2 separate regions of the Bactrocera dorsalis genome follow, and region 2 is linked to region 1. Evidence: chromatin contacts called from public Hi-C data. All regions are on one chromosome and are shown on one strand. The core of a region is the stretch at or near the end of the contact, and the rest is flanking DNA. Distances in the headings are between cores, read along the strand shown. Region 1 overlaps LOC105225270 (ecdysone-induced protein 74EF). Region 2 overlaps LOC105225270 (ecdysone-induced protein 74EF).

Region 1 (6,870 bases), core at 2,139-4,638:
CTCCTTAACCAAAAGCGATTTAACCTCATACGCTGAGATCGCATTTTGCCGCTTGACAATCGCTAAATATAACCATACGCTGGTTGCGATAGTTGGGGTGAAGATTGATTTCTGAGCACTGACTTCTGCGTGAAAGATGCTCGAAAAACGTCCCATTGGTGTGGATAGTTTGCGGTCCCGCAATTCTAATGCCTTCCGGTGATATCGAGCCGTCAGTGTATCACTGAATAGTTCTGCCCCTCAGTAGTAGGTCGAGCGTGGTCGTCGTGCCACTCCGCCTTACTGTCGAAATAATCGGTTATATAGAAGATATCGATATATGCAGTTGTACGATCTGTCCGATTCCGGCAATTAATCAATAGAATATCAAAATGTTGCCATGTATTACATTTCATTTGAATATCCTAAAAACTGAGGAAGAAATTTTTTTATAAAAAGCTAAACTTCGCCTTAACTTTGCTGTTTTAAAACCGGTCTTAAACCCATATTATTTTGGGTAAAGTTGTTCAGAATGACTCAGGAATATTTTCCGCATATCCGATTTTTCCGTTAGCTCACTGCAAATCAACCCTTCTATAATTTATTTACATACATATCTATATATAAGTATTAAGTATATTTCTATTTAAGCACTTAATTTGTGTTGATAAGAAGGTGCATTTTCTGGTAGAAAGAAAAGCGACATTTTCATTTCTTTGACCTTTTAGTCGTTTCACTTTAGAGAAGTTGCCAACTATTGGCTGTGACGCCTTTTACCGTATTCACAACCGCAGGCGCTATCGAATGTGTATTGTTATTGTTACTGCAATCAAGCATTGCCTACAAATTTCTATACATAAATAGATGCTTACATATGTACATAACGTTTGCAAAACATACGAATCCACCCGCACCGCCAAAACGTAAAGAGCAATGGTTTACGGATTTATGGCAGTTTTGTAGCTCAAGTGAGGCGGCAACAAACACTCACAGCCAAATGCATAGCACGCTCTTGCGTGTTTGTTAGTCAAGAGAAGTCAAAGAATGGCTACACCGTAACTATGAAGCAACCCAGCGCAACTTACATATGCCAAACACACACACATACATAAACAAAAAGCGTTGCTATAAAGCGTACAACAACGATAACAACAACAATAGCTACAATAGTAGCAATAAAAGCTAGTGTATGTAAACGCACAGCGGCGGCAGCGTAGCGATTGCAAAAAGCAAAATAACAACATGCAATAATGCAGCCAACAAAGCATAAATTGTGAACGACGACTACTATGCCGACAAGCCTTGACCTGATTTCTCTTCCTCTCTCGCGGCCACACGTTCGTCGTATGCACATTGCTGGGCATTTACATGCATGCATGTGTATATGTATGGTGTGTACATGTGAATAAGTACATTTGTGTAAGTCGATGTAAGTATATGGATTATATGCAGAAGTGTGTGCTGCACTCGCGCATATTTTCATATTAACTATTTCATGCACATACCCACTTATATACATACAAAAATATGAATATAAAAATATATATTGACATACCCACTTATATACATACAAAAATATGAATATAAAAATATATATTGACATATGTATGAATGCATGAATATACATATATATATATTACATTGCTTCCACGCACTTGTCGGCTAGTGTTGGTGCGCTGCGTCTCTCAATTGCAATAGGTTGGTGGGTGTATGTGTGCGACTGCAGTGCAGCGAAATTGCACACCTACATTTGTATGTATGTATGTATGTATATATAAACGCGATGCAACGCAGTCATTCAAATAAGCGATGGAGGCACTTCGGTAGGCACACGCTCTCGCCATAGGCGCAGCACTCAAAGCTGCTGATCGCTGTTGCAGCGAGTATTCACTATTTAACCAGTTGCATGAATGTAAACGCCGCCGCCTCGGCTGGCAGTGCTGCCTCACAAGTTTATTGCAGTTGGAGGAAGAGCTGCCTGCCTACACTCAACGATTTCCTCCGTGCGAAGTTCGCTTGCACTTTCATGAATTCGCTCTGAACCGAGCGTTCCAACAGTGGAGTAATTAGAACTTTTATGTAAAAAAATAACACCTTCGTGACTTAGAGGCAAATATAGGAAACTATTTAGATGTGTAAAGTGCCATGATGTATGCGTCTTCTGGAGGGCGCTCGAAGAGGCTATAGTCATTAAGAAACTTGAGCGGCTCTCACTGGCATCTGCGGTGCTCTACAGTAACAATGCTGCGAAGTGCGCTCTAAGGCTTAGGGAAGCTGGGTTGATGAAGGTGTCCGAAGAAGAACCAGCCGAATTCTCCTCCTTCAACTACATTCCTGAAAACTTGTATCAATGCGTCTCAGGCGGATTTTTCTATGCTTACATACTGATAAGAGATACATGAATGGGAAGGAATCGTTAGAGATTTGGCGCAGTTAGCTTCTTCACGGATGGGTTGAAACTAGGAGGGAAAGCTGAATGGGGAGATATCTGTAAGCTCTCCGTAAATCTTAGCTTTAGGCAACTATACAGGTGTAAGTATAAGTACTGCTATGAAGTGCGCAGCTCTTTGGAGGGATAAGCTAGTCAAGGAGTGTCTTTCCTCGCTATAAATAGCTTCAATCTATTATATGGTCAGACTCGTTTTTGTCCCGGTCACAGCGGTAACTGCAGAGCCGATAAGCCAGATAGGGGGGGAATTTTGGACCGGATCACATCGAATGAGGGCATTTAATCCCGATCATATCGAAATGGGACCGAGTTGGCTGTTTTGCAACTTGAGTTCTACAACTGGACCAATGGAACTCGCTTATGATTAGTAAGCGCTGGTCAACGATCCGCTCTTGTCTACTTAACTACTTGCTTTTAAAGTTTATGTTGCCGCCATCGTGGGGTTTCTTACCAGACATTTTCCAATAGACATTCATGCGGTAAAGCTAAAAATCTTATCGGCCGGTAGTTGTCAAAGTTGTATGAAGAGCGGTAAGATCTAAACATCCAGTTTACTGCTTCAAAGTCCAGTCTTTGCGAGAGCTTAATCTTTAAGTCACAAGAGTCCGACAATTTTGAGTCAGAAAATTGTCTGCATTTTCTTTTATATCGCATTCTCTAATACTTGATGTCAATATTCATTTAAAACCGATGGTTATTGCAACTTCATCTTTATCTGTCATTCTCTAGCCTATGAAAACTGGTTTGGCCAACGGAAAGAGTCCTCGTGTGAGCAAAGTCTATGTTTCTTCGAAAGAGTATCTATGTATATTCTCAAACCATTATAGAGCTATTTTCCGTCTTTCATTCGAACACTTGGCAAGCAAATTTAGGGTCGTGCTTTGCGACACTGTACCACTGTGCATCACTTGCGGCGCTACGTTTCGTTTGAGTCCAACGTATATGCGCCTATTTGAGAGTGTACGAGTATGCATCGCAGCGAAGTGCAGTGGCAGCGTTAGAGAGTCAAGCATTTAAGTGTTCAAGCGTCCAACTAATACCAAATCACAGCATCTGGCGATAGAAAATAGTGAAAATACACTTTTACTTTCATTTTCTTCGCTGCACTTCAATGCACCGACGCTTTGGTGGAGATGATAATTGCTGGCAGTCATTGCTTTGCCGCTGGTGCAATGGTGTTTGCTGTGAGGTTTTTGTATTTGTTTTTTTTTCTGTTTTTGTTTTTGTGACACTACTGGGGAAAGCAAAGTGGCGAGCGACGACCACGCTCACGAAACCCGTTTCACAGCCGTGATAAATTGCATGCAATGCCGCACACCGCACACCGCACCACCGCCGTCACTTTTGCTTGTGCATTTTCTCATTTTCTATTAATATTTTTTCTGCTTTTTGCTGCGATTTCGATTTCATTTTCATTTTGCTGTTCGCAGTTCGCTTTTGCTTTCTTCGTCGCTTGCATATTTACAATTAATTTAAAAAGTGGTGTCCGCGTCATGCCACTATGCTGTGTACAAATATGCTTGGGTGTCGTTGTTGTTGGCGTGCAGTTTTGTTTGTTGTTGTTGTTGCTTTGCACTGACTTGGGAAAAATAAATATTTTCATTATTACTAATTTAGTCCCAGTTGACAGTTGTTTGGCTAGTTGCTGAGCTGTTGGCTGGCTGCTAGCAAACCGGGTCAATGTCACTGTGGACTCGCTGGTCGCAGCGAAGGCGCGCGCATTGTTTTTGTTTGCTGTTCGCTCCGACGCGCCTCTTAGCTTGGCCGAGCGCACATAGTTTTGAAATGTTCATTATGAGCGATGGCGTTGGCGATGACGAGGCTTAGCAGTTTCTTGACCGGACACTAGCTGGTTGGGCCAAATTTAACTGCACTTTGATATAAATTATGAACGGAAACGGAAATGGGTTTCATATTGGGCAAAGTTTGATACATACACCAACAATATGTAGCCAAATTGTTTAGTGCTGCAAATGTTGCTACCTTTGTCACCTTGTCACATGCAAGATACAGCGAAACCAGTATAAGTATGTACAGGCGTTAGGGTGTCCATTATTTACCAAGTATAATAGATTTTTTATTATTATATGTACCCAGTTTGTAACGAAGTTTATAACTCCCCGTAGGAAATATAGGAAATATGAGAGACTCTGTAAAATATATTTATAAATGAGCTGGATGATGAACGGAGTCGATTTAGCCATCTATGTATGTCCGTCCGCCTGCCTATACAGACTATTTACAATTTCCCTCAATTTCCAAAATAGCTATCTGACATTTCGCTCACGTTCTTTCCTCCTCAAAAGCTGCTTATTTGTCGGAAGAAGTCAATATTGGACCACTATAGTAAAGGGTGATTTTTTAAGAGCTATCATACAAACTAAACAATCGGAGTCAAGTGCTGGTATGGAAAATTTGTTTATTTGACAAGATATCTGCACGACATTTGTCATGGAATATTGTCCGAGACAGCGTCTTAGGTGGTCCATTCGGAAAGTCCAATTTTGGGCAACTTTTTCGAGCATTTCGGCCGGAATAGCCCGAATTTCTTCGGAAATGTTGTCTTCCAAAGCTGGAATAGTTGCTGGCTTATTTCTGTAGACTTTAGACTTGACGTAGCCCCACAAAAAATAGTCTAAAGGCGTTAAATCGCATGATCTTGGTGGCCAACTTACGGGTCCATTTCTTGAGATGAATTGTTGTCCGAAGTTTTCCCTCAAAATGGCCATAGAATCGCGAGCTGTGTGGCATGTAGCGCCATCTTGTTGAAACCACATGTCAACCAAGTTCAGTTCTTCCATTTTTGGCAACAAAAAGTTTGTTAGCATCGAACGATAGCGATCGCCATTCACCGTAACGTTGCGTCCAACAGCATCTTTGAAAAAATACGGTCCAATGATTCCACCAGCGTACAAACCACACCAAACAGTGCATTTTTCGGGATGCATGGGCAGTTCTTGAACGGCTTCTGGTTGCTCTTCACCCCAAATGCGGCAATTTTTCTTATTTACGTAGCCATTCAACCAGAAATGAGCCTCATCGCTGAACAAAATTTGTCGATAAACACATTTCGAACCGAACACTGATTTTGGTAATAAAATTCAATGATTTGCAAGCGTTGCTCGTTAGTAAGTCTATTCATGATGAAATGTCAAAGCATACTGAGCATCTTTCTCTTTGACACCATGTCTGAAATCCCACGTGATCTGTCAAATACTAATGCATGAAAATCCTAACCTCAAAAAAATCACCCGTTATATATGTAAGTAGCTATCATACAAACTAAGCAATCGGCATCAAGTGCTTGTATAGAAAATTTGTTTATTTGACAAGATATCTGCACGAAATTTGTCATGGAATATTGTCCGAGACAGCGGTATAATCGCCGGACCAGATCGGATCATCGGATCGAAACATATAGCTGCCATACAAGCAGCACAGTCTAAATGGTCTTGTATGGAAAAATTTTTATTTGACAAGGAAAATTCGGAAATTCGGCTCAAATTTTTTGTCCAAAGTAGCGGTAAAAATTTCGAAGAAATTGTTGTAAATTGACCACTTGGCACTAGTATAGCATTTAGCTGTCATACAAACTTGAACGATCATTTTGTATGGTAAACTTTTTCATTTGACGAGATATCTTCAAAAAAATTGACTTGGCTTAATATTCAAAAAAACGGAAGAAAAGTATTCCACGTAAATAAGCCATTTTACTTTATTTTTACGGTATATTAGGTAGTCGAAAAAGTCTTTTCGCATTTCTAATCAAACTTCAACTTATTTTTTTTTATATTTTTACTAATAAAATCTTACCTTTCCAACACTATGTGGTATGACACAGTGTGATTGATAGCACTGGAGATATACGATTCCAACGGCATCTATTGACAAAATACGAAAAGACTTTTTCGACTACCCAATATTTAATATAAGTTTTTTGATTTTTGAACCTTTGCAAAAAAACAAAATTATCTCAAAAGCAAATAAACGATAACTTTAGAAAAAGCTTATTCTAGTACGAAATTTTCCGCTTTAAAAAATGTGAAATTTTTCATAAAAATAATCCTATAAAAGTTAAACGCAGTTAAAATTATATAAGCCTTTTTTGTAGGGCGGGAAATTCTGTACCAATATGAAAAAAGCAGCTTGGGAAATAACATACGCCCCAACGAACATACATATGTATGTAGTTATGTGTGTGATCACACGTGACGCTTATAAATAGTTGGAATTCTTGAGTTCTATGGAACTGCTGATATAATGTTATTACATATTTCCGTGATGTGTAAACCAGCAATTTATATTTCCACCTAACTTCAGCGAATTCTCAAAGCGGGAAACTCCCGTGACCACAGCAGGTGGGCGCAGCCCAGTCGCTTGCCACCCAGTAACCTGCTGCCACCTATGAGCACACGCTTTTCCCCATCAAACCGGTTAACTGA
Region 2 (6,870 bases), core at 1,226-3,725, 44 kb before region 1:
GTCCATATAACAGGTGGGCCATATAAAATTTTAAATTTAAAAAGTCAATAAAAAACGGCTTAATATTTTTCAATGGTCTAACATTTATTTAAAAGGTTGTTTTATCAAATTTATTTGTGGAAAACAGTTTCGGCCAAATGACCACCACGGCTGAGTTTACAGTAGCTTATCCGATCCACCCAATTTTGGAGTACTTTCTCGATGGTTTCAGGCTTTATGGCAGCTTCAGCAGCTTGAATCTCATACTTTAGATCTTGAATTGTTTCTGGATGGTTGACGTAGCATTTATCGTTAACAGCTCTCCACAGAAAATAGTCCAACGGAGTTAAATCGCAACTTCTGGGAGGCCAATTCCCATCACCTCTTTTGCTGATTATGCGAGTTTCGAAGATAAAGCGCAAAATATTAAGTGTAGCGTTTGCTATATGGAACGTAGCGCCGTACTGCTGGAACCAAATGTTGTCCAAGTTTTCCTCTTCAATTTGCTTGAAGAAAAATTCGGTTAACATTGCGCGATATCGCTCACCATTGATGGTTACGGCGGTTCCTTCTTCATTTTCGAAGAAAACTGGGCCGATGATTCCACCAGACCAAAATCCGCACCATACAGTTATTCGTGCTGGATGCATTGGCTTCTCGAAGATTACGTGCGGGTTTTCTGTGCCCCAAATGCGACAATTCTGCTTGTTAACGTAACCACCATCGTCCGAAAAGATGTTTTTTTGGTAAAATTTAATTGGTTGAGGACTCACCACTTTGGAAAAAAATTTTCAATATTTCCCAGTTTTCTTCTAGTGAATAGCGACCCATTTCGTAAATTTTGGACTTTTTACTGAATATCCGTCACTTTCCGGATGGTATTTGACGTTTCCAATTTCGAAATATAGATGGCCCACCCTGTAGGTTAGCTGGTTTGGGTGTATACAAATATTCATATGAGGTTTTGCTTATAGCAAAATATTTTACTAGTTCTATTAGACAATTTTGACTTTAATCAAATCATGTCTACGTGCTCCGAACCCGCCATAAGACTGGTGAAGTATTCGGCCTACAAAATTACTATATTAAATTAATTCGATGCCAACAATCAATTGAGCTGGGACAGAATCTTCTTAGTCATTACATATTTACGTAATCATTGATACTTACATATGTATATACATACATAAAGCAGGCAGGCAATTAAAAGCTATCAATCTAAGTAATAGAATTATCCAAGCCGAATCATGAAATTCCCAACGCCCTACTCAAAGATTTAAAAAACCCCAGCCATTACATTATTTGTTTAGTTGCGAAAAGCCAAATGCCCCACTGATACTGTAACGAGACGGGGGTAAATAACTAAAACTATGGTGAGCACTAGTGAAGTAAGTGTGCGGCCTAACGCAATCACGTTTAGTGCATACGGCATCTGCAGGCTGAAATAGCCATTCAAACACCAGAGCTAGCACATGACGCAGCAGCGTGTGCCGACCGACTGGTTGGGCGCGTTAAAACGGCATTAGAGTGTCGCAGCTGAAGTCAAGAGGAGAGAGAGACCCAAGAGAATGGCGAATTGCGATAGCGCCAACCGCCAACAGTGAGCAAATGCATAGCGGTGTGCGAGCGAAAATCGCTTGACGGCGAGAAATGCGATTTGGCTATGCGCGATGAACTTCGAATAAACGCATATACAAATACACACACACACATAGACATAAGCACACATCTGCACGGCAAGCGAAGTGTGTCCAAAGCGCGCTGCCCTCATCTCTAACGCAACAACGTGCACTCAGGCGGCGATCTCAGCGACTGTTCGTCGATTTGTGCGACTTTTCGCCGCCGTTAGCCCCACTCAGTGTGCATGCAAACATATGTACCACTACATACACATACACACACATGCAATCTCCATTAAGCGCTCATGCACATTCACATTGCTTCAAATACATTTGTATGTATGTTTGGCTGTAAGCTTGTATGTATGGTCGTATGTATGTTTGTACCCGGTAGCCCCATCAACTAATGCACACGCACACTAGCGCATTGCGGATTGTTGTTGACTATTGCCTCTCAAGATACAGCACATAATTCACATGCATACATATGTACCGAATGCAACAACAATTCGTATGGTATGCGCAGCCTTGAATTAGTTCGCTGCACTCGCGTGACGATATATAGCAAACACCGATTGGTGGACTAAGCAGCGGGTGCGGCGCGAGCGGCGGTATCGGTAACCAGCCGCACACACAAGCTGCGCCCCGCCCAGCACCGACCCCCATTTATACAAACTGCCGGCCTGCATTGCCATACATTTGTTCATATGTATGTTGTTATGTGTGACTAGTAGTATGTATGTATGCATGTATGTTTGTACGTGGTTTACTTCTTCTTTCCTTTTGCTTTTCGTGCCTTTCCTCACCTTTCGCCATATGGTCGTTGGCGTCGCTGCTTACTGCACAGCAATGAGTGGATGCGCGACGCATGCTTCGTTGCGATTCGTTGCGTTTGTTTTGGTCGGACTGGGTTGATGAGACTTGTTAATGGCAGTGACTGAGCGACGACACTGCTGCAGTCGCATACAGCTGCGACAGCATCAAGTTAGGCGATTACAATCAAAAGTTTTGTGACTGTTACTATTATTGTTGCTCCACTGTTGTTGTTGTAGAATTTAAAGTGTAGTGTTTGCACTAAAACATGCGTTGACAATGGGGCAGTTTGACTGCGGTGACTCCGCTCAACAAATAGCTTTTCATCGTTCTATTTAGACTCCAGCCGTTCGGCGTTTTATACTGCAGCCTAACTACTCTGCTGATAGCTTGGTACTATTGTACCAATCGAAATGTACACCAACATAAGCATAAGTACATATATGCAACTACAAAACTACAAACATACAAGTGTGTACATATGTACATATGAATATGTTTAGTATATGATCTCACTATTGTGCTCCTAAAAAATATTTCCTTTGACTTCCTTTCTACATAGAGGGTTTTGGAAGATTTGTGAAATTCTACATAATAACAATCTTATGCACAAGGAAATCAATAATTAATTATGTATATTATTCAAAGTTCGCATAAAATATTTTTGAAAGAAAATCATTTCGGTAATTTTCCCTTTCACCGGGAGTTTACAATATTTTGATGAATACAAACACAATAATTTGGAATAATATGGAAAATAATGAGTGGATTCTAGTTAATATGTTCGGAAAGAAATAGTAGTGGTTGAATGTTCAGGGGTTAAATTGGTTTATCCCCATTTCACACACAACTGCAAGTCTTATTAAAAAAAAAAGTTATACGAAAAAATGTTTTGTGAAAAATTTAAATTTCCAAGTTATTGGATTTTAGATTTTTATCTCGCACACATTTTTTTTTTACGAAATTAGATGTAAACTTACCTACATACGTCCCAAATACAGTGTATTTTTTATATACTGACCAGCGTATATTAAGTGGTTCCATGGGTTTCCTCGGGTAAAAAGATTTTTTTTAATTGTTTCTCATATAAAAAATTAAATATATTATTAGAATTTTTTATTATTACAAACATACATTAAGAAATAAATTCTGAAATTTTTGTAAAAAAAAAATATTTTAAACTCGGCCATTGCGACGCCATTTCCGGCGACCCCTCGGAAAGCTCCTTACAGGATCACCTAAATAGAAAATATTACGTGTTTTAGTTAAAACCTTAACTTAGTACTTGGACGAAGGAAAAAAAACTGAAAATTGGATTTTTGGCAGACATTTTTACCAAAAAATTAAAATTTGGTTGAAAATTCCGAGAAATTTTTTTGAAACAGTTATAATCGAAAAAAAATCCAAGACTTTAAAAATTGTATCTCAAAGACCTGTGCAAAATTTCATGAAGATTGATTGAGTAGTTCTCAAGAAATGCCAACCGATTTCAAAATAGGGTTTCGAGAAAAACGCGTTTAAAGATAGCCCACTTATCCTAGTCTCGAGCACACAAGTTTTCAATGCTGTATCTACGAAACTATTACTCAGATCAACATGAAAATTTAGGATAATATTCTTGAGACCTTGTAGAATTTAATAAGACAATTAAAATCGAAACCCGTAAACCCATGTAACCCCTTAAGTTTACTACGCCCAAATGGAAACGTCGGAGGCCCTATAAAATATACATATAAATAATCAGCACGTCATGTACTTCTGTCAGGAACCGACTGCGGCCTCGCTTGTTAATATACTCAGATTAAATTGGCAATGTGACAAAGAAAAGTAGCTTCATGAGGAATTAAACACAATGCTTTCATTCCCCACTAGAGAAGAATGGACCAATGGTTCTATAATCGACAGTTCCAATGGCGATATCTAATTTTTCAGCGACGTATCAAAGGGTGAAATGGAAAAAGAAGCGGTCTTCTTCTGTAGTAATCCATACACAAAAGGTAGCTTCAAACTAAATGACTACAACTGCGTCTTACAGGCCGAAATTATGTGCATAATAGATGAAAGTTCTGCTCTAACAACTCAACTCTATAAATCCTCTATTAGATAGTCAAGTGGCAACCCCAGCGCCAATACAAAGTCTTGCTGCGTTGGATTATTCAAGCAGGTAATAACTAGACTCTTAGTAGGTACCTCGGTTAAGATCATTTTGGTACCCAGTTATGTATAGGAATATATGCAAATGAAAAGGCAAACGAGCTGTTCTGCTCCGGGGCAACTGAAATAACAATCCCCCTTAGCTCTCTCAGACCATTCGAGAGTTGTTTAAAGCAATGGACGCTAGAGGAATACCACAGGTCTTGGAAAACAAGTAACACAGAGCATACCACAAAGTTACTTTGTGGTGGAGTTGATTGCGAATAAACCAAAAGGCTCCTACTTCTATGCAAAAGAGAACTTAGTGACATTGTAGGGGTCATAATAATACACCTGCCCTGAAGAGGGTGGAAAAAGTGGATGCTGTGGAATGCAGAGCAAGCGCTGAGGATGATGAAGGCCGCAACTTAAAAAATATTGGACAGCTGTGTTGGAAAAAAACCCTTGTGTTGTTTAATTGGTTATCACCCGGAAGCACAATGAACTTAATAATGGTCTAAGAGCGTCCGCCTACGGTCTGACGCACCTGAGCCTGTTGAGTGAGTTCGCTTAGGTACTTCAAATATGTAGCTTCTAAAAGGTGGCAGTAATGATTTTTATTTAAGGAAGCACTTTTTACTTTTAATGGAGACGCCATAAAGACAAGTAACCCTTAGAAAACTAAGATATTCTTGTGAGAAATAATTGCCTTCTGGATTAAGATGCTGCTGTTGCTTATCATCACTTGTCTCTCTTAAAAGAAGGTTTTTTTACCACATATGGAGAACCATTAGATATAAGACAAATATTAGTTCAGCGTTCTCTTATGAAAGCATTTTAACTTTAGTCAAGCATAGAAGTTCACAACTAAAAGAATTAGACGAGAATTGTATATTATGCAGAAGAAAAATGTGCGTAAAGAGCAAATCTACAACATGTCTGCCTGCATGCATACACCGAAGCAGAGAATTTTTAGAATGTGATTGTGCATCTGGCCTAGACCTAGAAAAGGAAATTTTGCTACCGTTGTTGTTGCTAAAAGCTTTTTCGATTCAACAATTCAGCGATTGCTGCGACTGTCGATGAGGTGGTTGTTGTTGTTGCTGTTGTTTCGGTTTGAGTTGTTGCTCTTTGCAATTGCAATGCAATTCATTATTTATTCTCCTTCCTCGCAATTCAAAAATATGCCTAAGAAAACATTAAATTTGCGCGAGCAAGCAAGTGAATACTGGGTGGACGCTTGGTCGGACGGACGGCAGCGGTTTGTTGGTGTGAGCTTCACTGCTTGTGCGACTGATTTGGCGCTGCACTTCATTAGTAATATGTGTTGTTGGCGCGGCGACACAGGGTGTGCAAATATTAGCGTATTCTCGAACACTCGTAAAGCCACTCGAACAAATAATTGATAAAGCGGCGACCTACCGCAACATAAGCAATCGAAACTGAAAGTTTCTAGTAGACATCTAATTAAATGCACACAGTGCACTGGCACGATAGACTCGCTTATCGCAATCAGTCACTATTTACAACCGATGTACATATGTCTTTATTAGAAATAATAAGTGATATTTGAGTGATTTTAGAGTGAGCACAGGTTTTAGACAACTTACGACTGAAAGTTGTGGTGATTGATACTAAGTTATGCGTAGACAAAATTCGAAAATCAATAAAGAAAATAGTAAGGAAAGAAAGGGCGGGTGTAACGGAACATTTTATACTCTCGCAATGTCTAAGAAACACAGATATGTCTGGAATCATTTCAATGAAGTAGCTAAATTGAGTATGTTGAGCATATGCGGAAAAGTCGAGTATTCGGAAGCCATTGTATGATATGAGGTTTAGGCCAAGCTTTGCTCAAATTCCTTATTCAGCACTAAACTATATTATTGACTAGACATGACCTTATATTTTACAAAAACTGTGCACTTAATTTCATTAAAATATCACACATATTGAGCGGCATAAAAGCTTTAAAGTTAGATAGATCAAAATCACCATATCGCGTATATTGGGGCTAGGGGAATATGCGGATTGACAGCATTAATTTTTTCCATTACTAAAATGTACCCGAAACTTCGTCTAACCTTTTTCGAAATATTGGGAACTGAGTCTGTTAGACTAATGAAAATCATTTTAAGTTTTATTGTACATGGGAACTGGGGCGATTCGTGAATTGATTTCACACATTTTCGGCATTAAACTATGTTGTATATTATCATTTTCTCTCACCTGAGGCTATTGATTCCTTTACCTGTGGAGAGATGTTTCGCCTTCTCACTTTAGCTCACCTTCAAACGGATGTTCTTTGGCTACCCAGAGGATGGTT

What was found. A called contact is a pair of places that touch in the nucleus more often than the background predicts.
Region 2: a Hi-C map of whole body shows a contact between it and region 1, with 8 times the contacts expected there. The contact joins two enhancer-like sites. A contact is called at or near these places in 2 of 2 Hi-C or Micro-C datasets (both in whole body).

Annotation. Positions count from the first base shown.
Region 1 is chr5:38,636,154-38,643,023 of ASM2337382v1, reverse strand. The region is part of intron 5 of LOC105225270 (ecdysone-induced protein 74EF); the gene reads left to right. Among protein-coding and RNA genes, the nearest start is that of LOC105225269, 24 kb to the right of the region's middle. Within about 2 kb of position 3,388, the one cell type or tissue checked has open chromatin away from gene starts, as enhancers often do.
Region 2 is chr5:38,679,201-38,686,070 of ASM2337382v1, reverse strand. All of the region lies in intron 5 of LOC105225270 (ecdysone-induced protein 74EF), which reads left to right. Among protein-coding and RNA genes, the nearest start is that of LOC105225269, 67 kb to the right of the region's middle. Within about 2 kb of position 2,475, the one cell type or tissue checked has open chromatin away from gene starts, as enhancers often do.